2 separate regions of the Zea mays genome follow, and region 1 is linked to region 2. Evidence: chromatin contacts called from public Hi-C data. All regions are on one chromosome and are shown on one strand. The core of a region is the stretch at or near the end of the contact, and the rest is flanking DNA. Distances in the headings are between cores, read along the strand shown.

The links. Hi-C and Micro-C count contacts between places; a contact is called where the count stands out from the background.
Region 1: a contact with region 2 is called in a Hi-C map of tassel, with 3 times the contacts expected there. The contact joins the promoter of LOC100283891 here to the promoter of LOC100280194 in region 2. A contact is called at or near these places in 2 of 25 Hi-C or Micro-C datasets (leaf and tassel).

Annotation. Positions count from the first base shown.
Region 1 is chr10:32,235,911-32,239,637 of Zm-B73-REFERENCE-NAM-5.0, forward strand. LOC100283891 (Glutathione S-transferase) reads right to left here and starts at 2,154. Exons shown (of 10, transcript NM_001412677.1): 1 at 1,965-2,154; 2 at 1,768-1,863; 3 at 627-668; 4 at 404-489; 5 at 251-322. The coding sequence starts at 1,849. It also overlaps the pseudogene LOC103640998.
Region 2 is chr10:31,496,802-31,500,845 of Zm-B73-REFERENCE-NAM-5.0, forward strand. LOC100280194 reads right to left here and starts at 1,643. Exons shown (of 7, transcript NM_001361028.1): 1 at 1,462-1,643; 2 at 1-404. The coding sequence starts at 377.

The DNA of each region.
Region 1 (3,727 bases), core at 904-3,403, 740 kb after region 2:
AAACATCCATCATCCACATGGCATTGGCTATTTACAATGTTAGATGTATACAACTGAAATGATCCTAGGACCGTGTTGGATCTTTGTTCCTTGATTTTTTTATTTAAAAGTGAGTAGTAGGTGCAAAATACATGATCTCTCAAAAGTCAAATAAAGTTGCAAAATACAGCAAGAAAATCTTATTCGATACTTGAATATCCTATAGTCTCGTAATTTCAAAACCTCATAAACATCTCAAGTATTTGGGTACCTGCAGATTTATAGCTTTCTTTTTGAGATCTTGAGGCAAAAGAGGGTGTTGAGGATATTTATCTTCAAGATACTAAACAGAAAGCAAGAAATTTGTCAATAATACTGAAGTTTCAATTTAAAGATCAAGAAATTACAGAAGAATATAGCTCACCAATATGATTGCCAGGGAGTCAGAAACAACAAAATCCCCATCAACCAATGCTGGAACATACTTGATTGGATTGATCTTTTCGTAATCTACAATAGGGCCACAATTATGGGAACTATTGTAGTTAATGTTAACAACTTACTAGTTAACATTTCTTTCCATCCATGTATTACACCTTTCAGCCATTAAGATGATTCATGTAATAGAGGAATATTTGTAGGCTAACCTAGATCGTTCCTTGTCACAGCCCTGTACTCATAATCCACACCTTCATCACAGAGAAACTGGAACAATTAGTTCACAGAAAAAGTAATGATTAAAGGACAAGCAACAACACAAGAAGCTCTAATCTTGCGTGCTTCAACATGCAGTCAAACTTGACCAGTCTACCATCTCAGCATTTACCGAACTTTACTACTAAGTTGGATGCACACATATAATTCTTTTATGTCCATCAATTAATTAGAACATTACCATATATAATGCATTTCTCACAAGCTATACAGCCAAAAGAGAGGTGAAGATTTGCACTAATCAAGATCAACTTGTTTTTGTTGGATAAGGTCTCGGACTCGGTCAAGGGACCTAGCCTAGAACGACCTTGTGCCCTGCTCCCGTGGTTGTGGCCATTGATCACAGACGCTATATTAATGAGGCAGGGGACGGCATGCAAATCAACGCTTCTGCGCTTTCGCTAATTCTAGCTGCCACATACCAGGAAGGACTTGATCTCCTATCTAGTACCACAATGACTGAAAATCGCCGAATCCATCCATGGTGCATGTAGATCCTAACAATACTATGCCGCTGGCCGCCGATATTCTACCCCAAGGTCTAAACGCGCAACGAGGACGAGAGACGAGTCAGGATGGAGGCACTCAACTACCAAATCCATCTATAACCCTAACTACCATCTCCCCCTCAGACCCGAAGGCATGGTTGCCATATTCTCTCTCCCTCCTTTATCTCATTAGCACACAAATCATAAGTCCATTAATTTACCAGAAAGAACCTAGATGGGTTTAGAGAGAAAATCGATTAGTTCCTAACCAGAAAGAATGTTCTATCAGCTTTATCCAATAGAACAAGGGACCTGGTATAACAGGAGCCATCCCTGTGGCCAGGACACTGGAGCCCAGAGATTCGGACAAACCCCAAAGGTACTGCCTGTCTAAAATCAGGGTGGCCTAGTATCTAGCCATCAAATTCCCCTAAAATCTGTCGAACTGATTAATAGATCAAGAAAAGGTCACATTGTCCCCAACTCCCCATCTCCCGGGAACGAGACGTCGAGACCCCCTGTTTTGGGCAAGATTCGCCGTCATCTATGGAGCAGGAAACAAGCGCCAGCGGTTTGATCCAGTTACCTTTGAGGTTGAGGGCGATCCGGACTCGGAAGGAGCAGGAGCTGATCCACGCGCTATACAAGATGGGCTTCGAAGCCGCCATGGCCGCAACGCCTCCTGCTGAGACACAGCTGATTGATGAGCGAGGCCAACAATGGACCAAGGATGCTTGCCTTGGAGTTAGCTACCGTTGGAAGCGCAGACAAAGAGAGAAGTACCAAAACGGCCGGCAGAAGCGGGGTTGTTTGTTCGGGACCGGATAAGAACACGACAGTGCTCGATTTTGACGAAATGACGTAGGGAACGACTTTGACACTTTGGAGACGTTGACAACGGCCAAATGCCGCAAACGTCGGTATGGACATGATCTACCCATTAGCCGCTGGGGACACTTTGGAGATGGTACTTGAGCTCACACCGTTAGCTACCCACGAGCTTTATCGTCGCTCTCCTCCTTCCTGATTTCTCCCCCTCCGTAGAAACCCTAGGTGGCGCCTCCTTGCAATGGAGCGTACTTCTACGGTCGAAGTTGTAGCCGAGGTTGTTGACGTGGCTCGTGCCGCTGCTGCTGCTGTGGAGGCGCGTTGTGTGGCCATTGCCGCGGATAAGGAGGCCAGCGTGGCGGTGCGGTATTGCTGTCGACAAGGTCGAAGTAGTCATCGAAGCTGTGAAGAACTCAACTACTGTTGAAGCTAACTTCATTGATGGTTCTTGATAATTATTCTCAATCTCTTTTATTTTTGTGGAGATCCTCAATGGGTGCAGAAGATGTATTTTGTGAAGCATGGTAGATGCAGGCAAAGGAGAACTGGGAGGGCGGTGGCCGGATGAATCATATCGTGCAAGGTTATTAAAATGATAAAATATTGAAACGCTAATGGATGAAGTTTTAACTTTTAAACAAAGTTTAAACGTAGTTTAAAACAATATAGGAAAAATCAAAATTACTGACAATAACATAAAGTTGTCATCTCATTCTTATTGCCCTGATTTGCCTTTCATCTAAATTGCTACATCAATCACATTGTGGTCTAATTTCTTGAAGTTTGTGGAGTAACTGCGTACAGAGATATCTAGGGCTCGTTTGGCAGCCTGGTGAATTGCACACCGGCCAGCTACAACCAGCGGGGGCAATACCTGCATTACCTGTCCTACGTGTGGTGCAGTCCTGTGGGGCATAGGTTCCATGTGTCCATTTGACAAAGATTGCTGTAGGTAACAGACAAGCAGTGCAAGAGGGACAAACATGCACTTGGTGATGGAAAAAAGAATAAATAGAATATGTGTTAGAAGAGATATGTGTTAGAAGAGTATAAATAGAACAACTCCATGCACAGTATAAATAGAATAACTCCAGACATATGTATAAATGAACGTATAAATAGAATAACAGACTTAGTAATAAAAAGAAAGTAGAGCTGGACGTTTGAACACACATGTATTCTAAATTTTTATGAACCAGTGAATTATGAGAGTGTGTACATATGTATCAGATCCACAATATGTATTAGAACCTACATACATATTGATGGAACAAGTAGAACAGTTCTTAACTCCATACAAATTGTGGTTCGAGTAAAAATTCTAGAGAACTTGAAAATTCAGAATAGCGCCTACTAGCAGAACAAAATAATAGCTTGATTTCATCCAAAAGACAGCAGATAGCACCCAATAGCAATGCTAATACTACTTAGCCAGCTAGCACATGGTGAGAGAGCAAATAAAGCCAATATTCCTATATGCTTAACATGAAGCGCCTCTGACTGATGCTCCTGTGGCAAACCTCGATTTTCTGCAAGGAATAAAAACAACAAACTTAGAACTTTTTTTAGCATGAAGCACAATTGAGCTACTTGTGATACAAAAATGTTCTATTTGTTCAAGGAATAAAATTGTTCTATTTGTGATACAAATATATTCAGAGCAACAGCATAATGATAAAGTCTGGCTTATTTACCACTACTAGTTTTAACAACCACAG
Region 2 (4,044 bases), core at 393-2,892:
TTTACCCCATTAGACTTGCATGGACTGTCCAGGCTTAGATCACCAGATGGTTGCTTGACATCCTCATCTATCTTCATTCCGCTTTCACTAGATTTATAAGAATTCTGCCTCCAATTGTAGAGATAAACCTTTCTTCTTTTCTTATCAGTGTTTGGAGGTGCACAAGGTGACTCATTGTGCTTTGGTGCTAAATTACTAGAAATACCACCGTTGTATGTAATCCTTGAAGTTGCCACCAGTGACCTAGAACTCAAAGGTGATCTCCATGTTGAGCAAGTGTCAGGGTCCTGCAAGCAGCGCGCCTTTTGCAAAGCAGTAAGTTCCTTCCTCAAGTGAAGCTCACTTGGGCCAACACACGCTCCAAACATAGTCCCCATCTCCAGTCTGGAAAGACACTGACTTGTCTGACAGAGAGCAAAACAGTAAATATTAAGTGACATCACCATGCTGGAAAATAACTGAGATATGTTCACTGCAAACAATTTTAAAGTGTTCTACAATTTAAAGTAGGTGCAGATTACAAAGATGCATAGCTGATACATCTTATCTTAAGAACGTGAAAATTCAGTATAAAGCAGTGAACACAATTTCAGCTTCCGAAGCAGCATGCTCAATCTGCAACTTGGGAAGGAATGCATATCAAGAACAGGAAGGCGCACATGATTGGGGAGGGACAAAGAAACTACAGTCTAGTACCAAGAGGAAACAACTAGATTGAAAAATTATCTGTCCTAATTCATTCTACAAAATGTATAACACTGTTCTAACCATCTATAGGTAGATTGCTGAGTCAGACCTTGTTCAGTTATTCCCCATTTCACCTTACCGAAGGTTATTTACATTATGTTACAATAAGTTCTCAGGTAATATAGAGAAAATATTTTGGGTCTTTTAAGAAGAAATTATAAAAAAATGGCGAAAGAAATATCATACCAGTATGCCATTTTATCTGATGCTAAATTGAATGGTCATCATCATTTCAAAAGCATAGAAAGCACTGAAAACCCAAATAAAAGAGCGATATGTGTGTGATATGCTGATGGGTATCCGTGGTAAATAAAAATCATAACCAAAGATCATGAAAAAATGCTACGGGCAAAACATGAAACCGAAGTGGTTGCAACCAGATTTTTTTGGGATGGATTTGATGCAAAAGAGAGAAGAAATGATTTCGTATATAGTTTATTCCACAATCTGGAAAGGGAAGGAGAAAATCAATACGCAGATTCTAGGAAGAAAGAAAAACGACACCAGGAAGAGAGACGGGATGAAATGAATGTTGGATGAAAGGGAATCTGAAATACTTTTTGAGAAATGGCCGACGAACGCAGTGCAGCCGCTAACCATGCAAGAATCAATCCCAGGAACCACCAGGAGCTGGAGCACAAAGCACTACAGCAGCATTCCGCCACCAAGATCCAAAACGTGCTTCGAAGAAAAAAAAAAGGAAGAAGGACTCACCGGCAATCACGGAGGCCGCCAGGTGGGATCGACCAACCTGCAGCGCGCACGGGAAAGAGGGAGCACGAGCAGTTCGGACTGGTCCTAGTCCTAGAAAGGCATCAAGGCGTCGAAAAAGGAGGCGCCTTTGGAGGTGGAACCTACATCCATCGCCATCGGGCAGTGAATGTCGGAGGAGACGGAGATTCGAAGTAGCACGCGGGCGGATTTTAAAATCTTCCTCACCACCCCTGCTGTCACAGCTCGCGGTGTTCCCTCTGCACCACAGTACATTTTGTCGGCTGACACAGAATAAAATGCAGCAGAAATTAATCTCTATTTCAAACAATTGTGGGGATGTTCCTAAAACATTCATATGTCAAATCGAATATTTTTAATATAGATATAAATCATGTTACAAGAATAAAATTTTGTATAATTTTTGTGTGCATTATTTTCTCACTATAATAAAAAAAAGTACAAAAACATCTGAATTTGTATTCATATCTATATCCAAATTTTATATCAATTATTTAAAAAAATATAGAACAAATTTAAAGATTACTCTCTATGAATATTAATAGGCTCAAAGCTAAAAACAACTAAAACAAGAATATAAATTTATATAGCAAATTCTATATGTTATTTGTTTAGAGTCCAACAAAAAAGACAAAAAAATAATATCGAAATAAGTATCCGGATCCATCCCTGCTTATTTGGTATAAGTTATGGAGTTAGGTTCAAAAATATTAGTTGCGGTGTGAGTTTGAATGAAATGTGAGAGCTTTACTAGTAAGAGAGTTAGTGTTAGACTTGTTGCAAAGAAAAAATTAAAGATTGACATAATCAAGATGCCATAGCCAAAGCCCAAAAAAATCTAATTGCCAAGCTAAATAATTATGCTACAAATCATTGCCAAAAACAAATGCTATGAATTCCAATAACCAGGTCGACTATTTTGAGCAGCTTGCAAGTCATTTCACAAGGCCTTTCACCAATGAACAAATGGAAGCAATTATGGAGCTGGCAAACTAGGGAAAAGAGAAGGAAGGGACCAAGAAGAAGGGTAGCAAGGTGGTACCGTTCAAGGTTGCTATGGGGAACTGAGTCATTTTTTAATATTTTGGTGGGTTTAGTGCGTTTGTCTGTGGGTCGTCCAGTTTGTAATGAGGACTGCATTGTTTGGCAGTTTGGCGTCTGGGTAGTGGATCCCAATTCCTTGGCTACCACTGCATGTGTATCCGTCTGTTTTCAGTTTGGTTGTAAGGTGTGTGTTGTTCCTTTCTAGAACAATGATGCATGTTGTCTATGGAAGGATGGTCCGAACCTGTGTTCGTTTTACTGTCTTCCTATTGTGACATTTTTTTAAGTAGAGGAGCCCCTTTTGGTTAATGAGTACCAACTGCACTATTCTCTCTTGGAACATAAGGGGGTTGAATGACCCAGCTAAACGGGAAAATGTGAAGCAACCAATCCTCTCATCAGGAGCAACCATCGTTTGTCTCTAGGAGACAAAGATAATAAACTGGAATAACAACTTGCTAAGGGAAACTGTGGGCTGCAAGCTAGCATCTTAGACTGTCCATTTGCCATCTCTCGGATCCTCGGGTGGAATCCTAATTGCCTATGTGCCGATTATTTTGACATAAATATTATCTCTTATGCATCAGCTTGTTCAATATCTGTTCAAATCAGTTCCCGCTTGGAGGACGCGGAGTGGGACCTCATATGAGTATATGGCCCTCCACATGAAAATGAGAAAATAGCTTTCATTGCTAAGCTATGGAATATCCGTAATATGATGAACTCTGAAGGATGATTCTAGGTGACTTCAATATGATAAGGAGAGCGAGGGAGAAAAACAAAGGGTCAATCAATAGAAGAGTAATGAGATGGCTCAACTCCATAATTGACTCTCTACAGCTGCTAGAGCTTGATCTCAACGGAAAAAAATCACCTGGATAAATGAACAAGATGATCCTATGATGTCTAGAATTGATAGATTTTTAGCGACAACGGAGTGGCATGATCTTTCCCCGAGGCTGACCTACAGGCCATTGGTACCATGACCTCGGACCACTGCCCTTTAATATTGCAGGGTCATTCTACTTTTATCTCTTATAGGCTTTAATAATGCAGGGTCATTCTACTTTTAACTCCTATAGGGGGTTTAGATTCGAAGCTTTCTGGATAAAAATTGATGGGTTCAAAGAGGTGGTTTAGCAAGTTTGGACGTCTAGAGTGAACCCCGCAGACACCATCCTTTGTCTTCATGTGAATATGACTCGCACGACTAAGGACTAAAGTGTTGGAGAAAAAAGATAGTAGGCAATATCAAAGTGCAACTAGCAATCATTCAGACCATCCTCACCCTTCTGGAGAAGGCGCAAGAATCTAGACGACTATCCAACGACGAGTTAAATTTTACAAAAAGGCTAAAATCAAAATTCTCAGCCTTGTGACAATTCAGAAGTCAAGAGCTAGACAGCATTCTAGACAAGCCTGGATGAATCGAGGAGACGCTAACACAAAAAAAATCACTTCATGGCAAATAACAGAAGAAGGAAAAACTTTATTAGATCACTTGATCGTGGAGGCAGACTA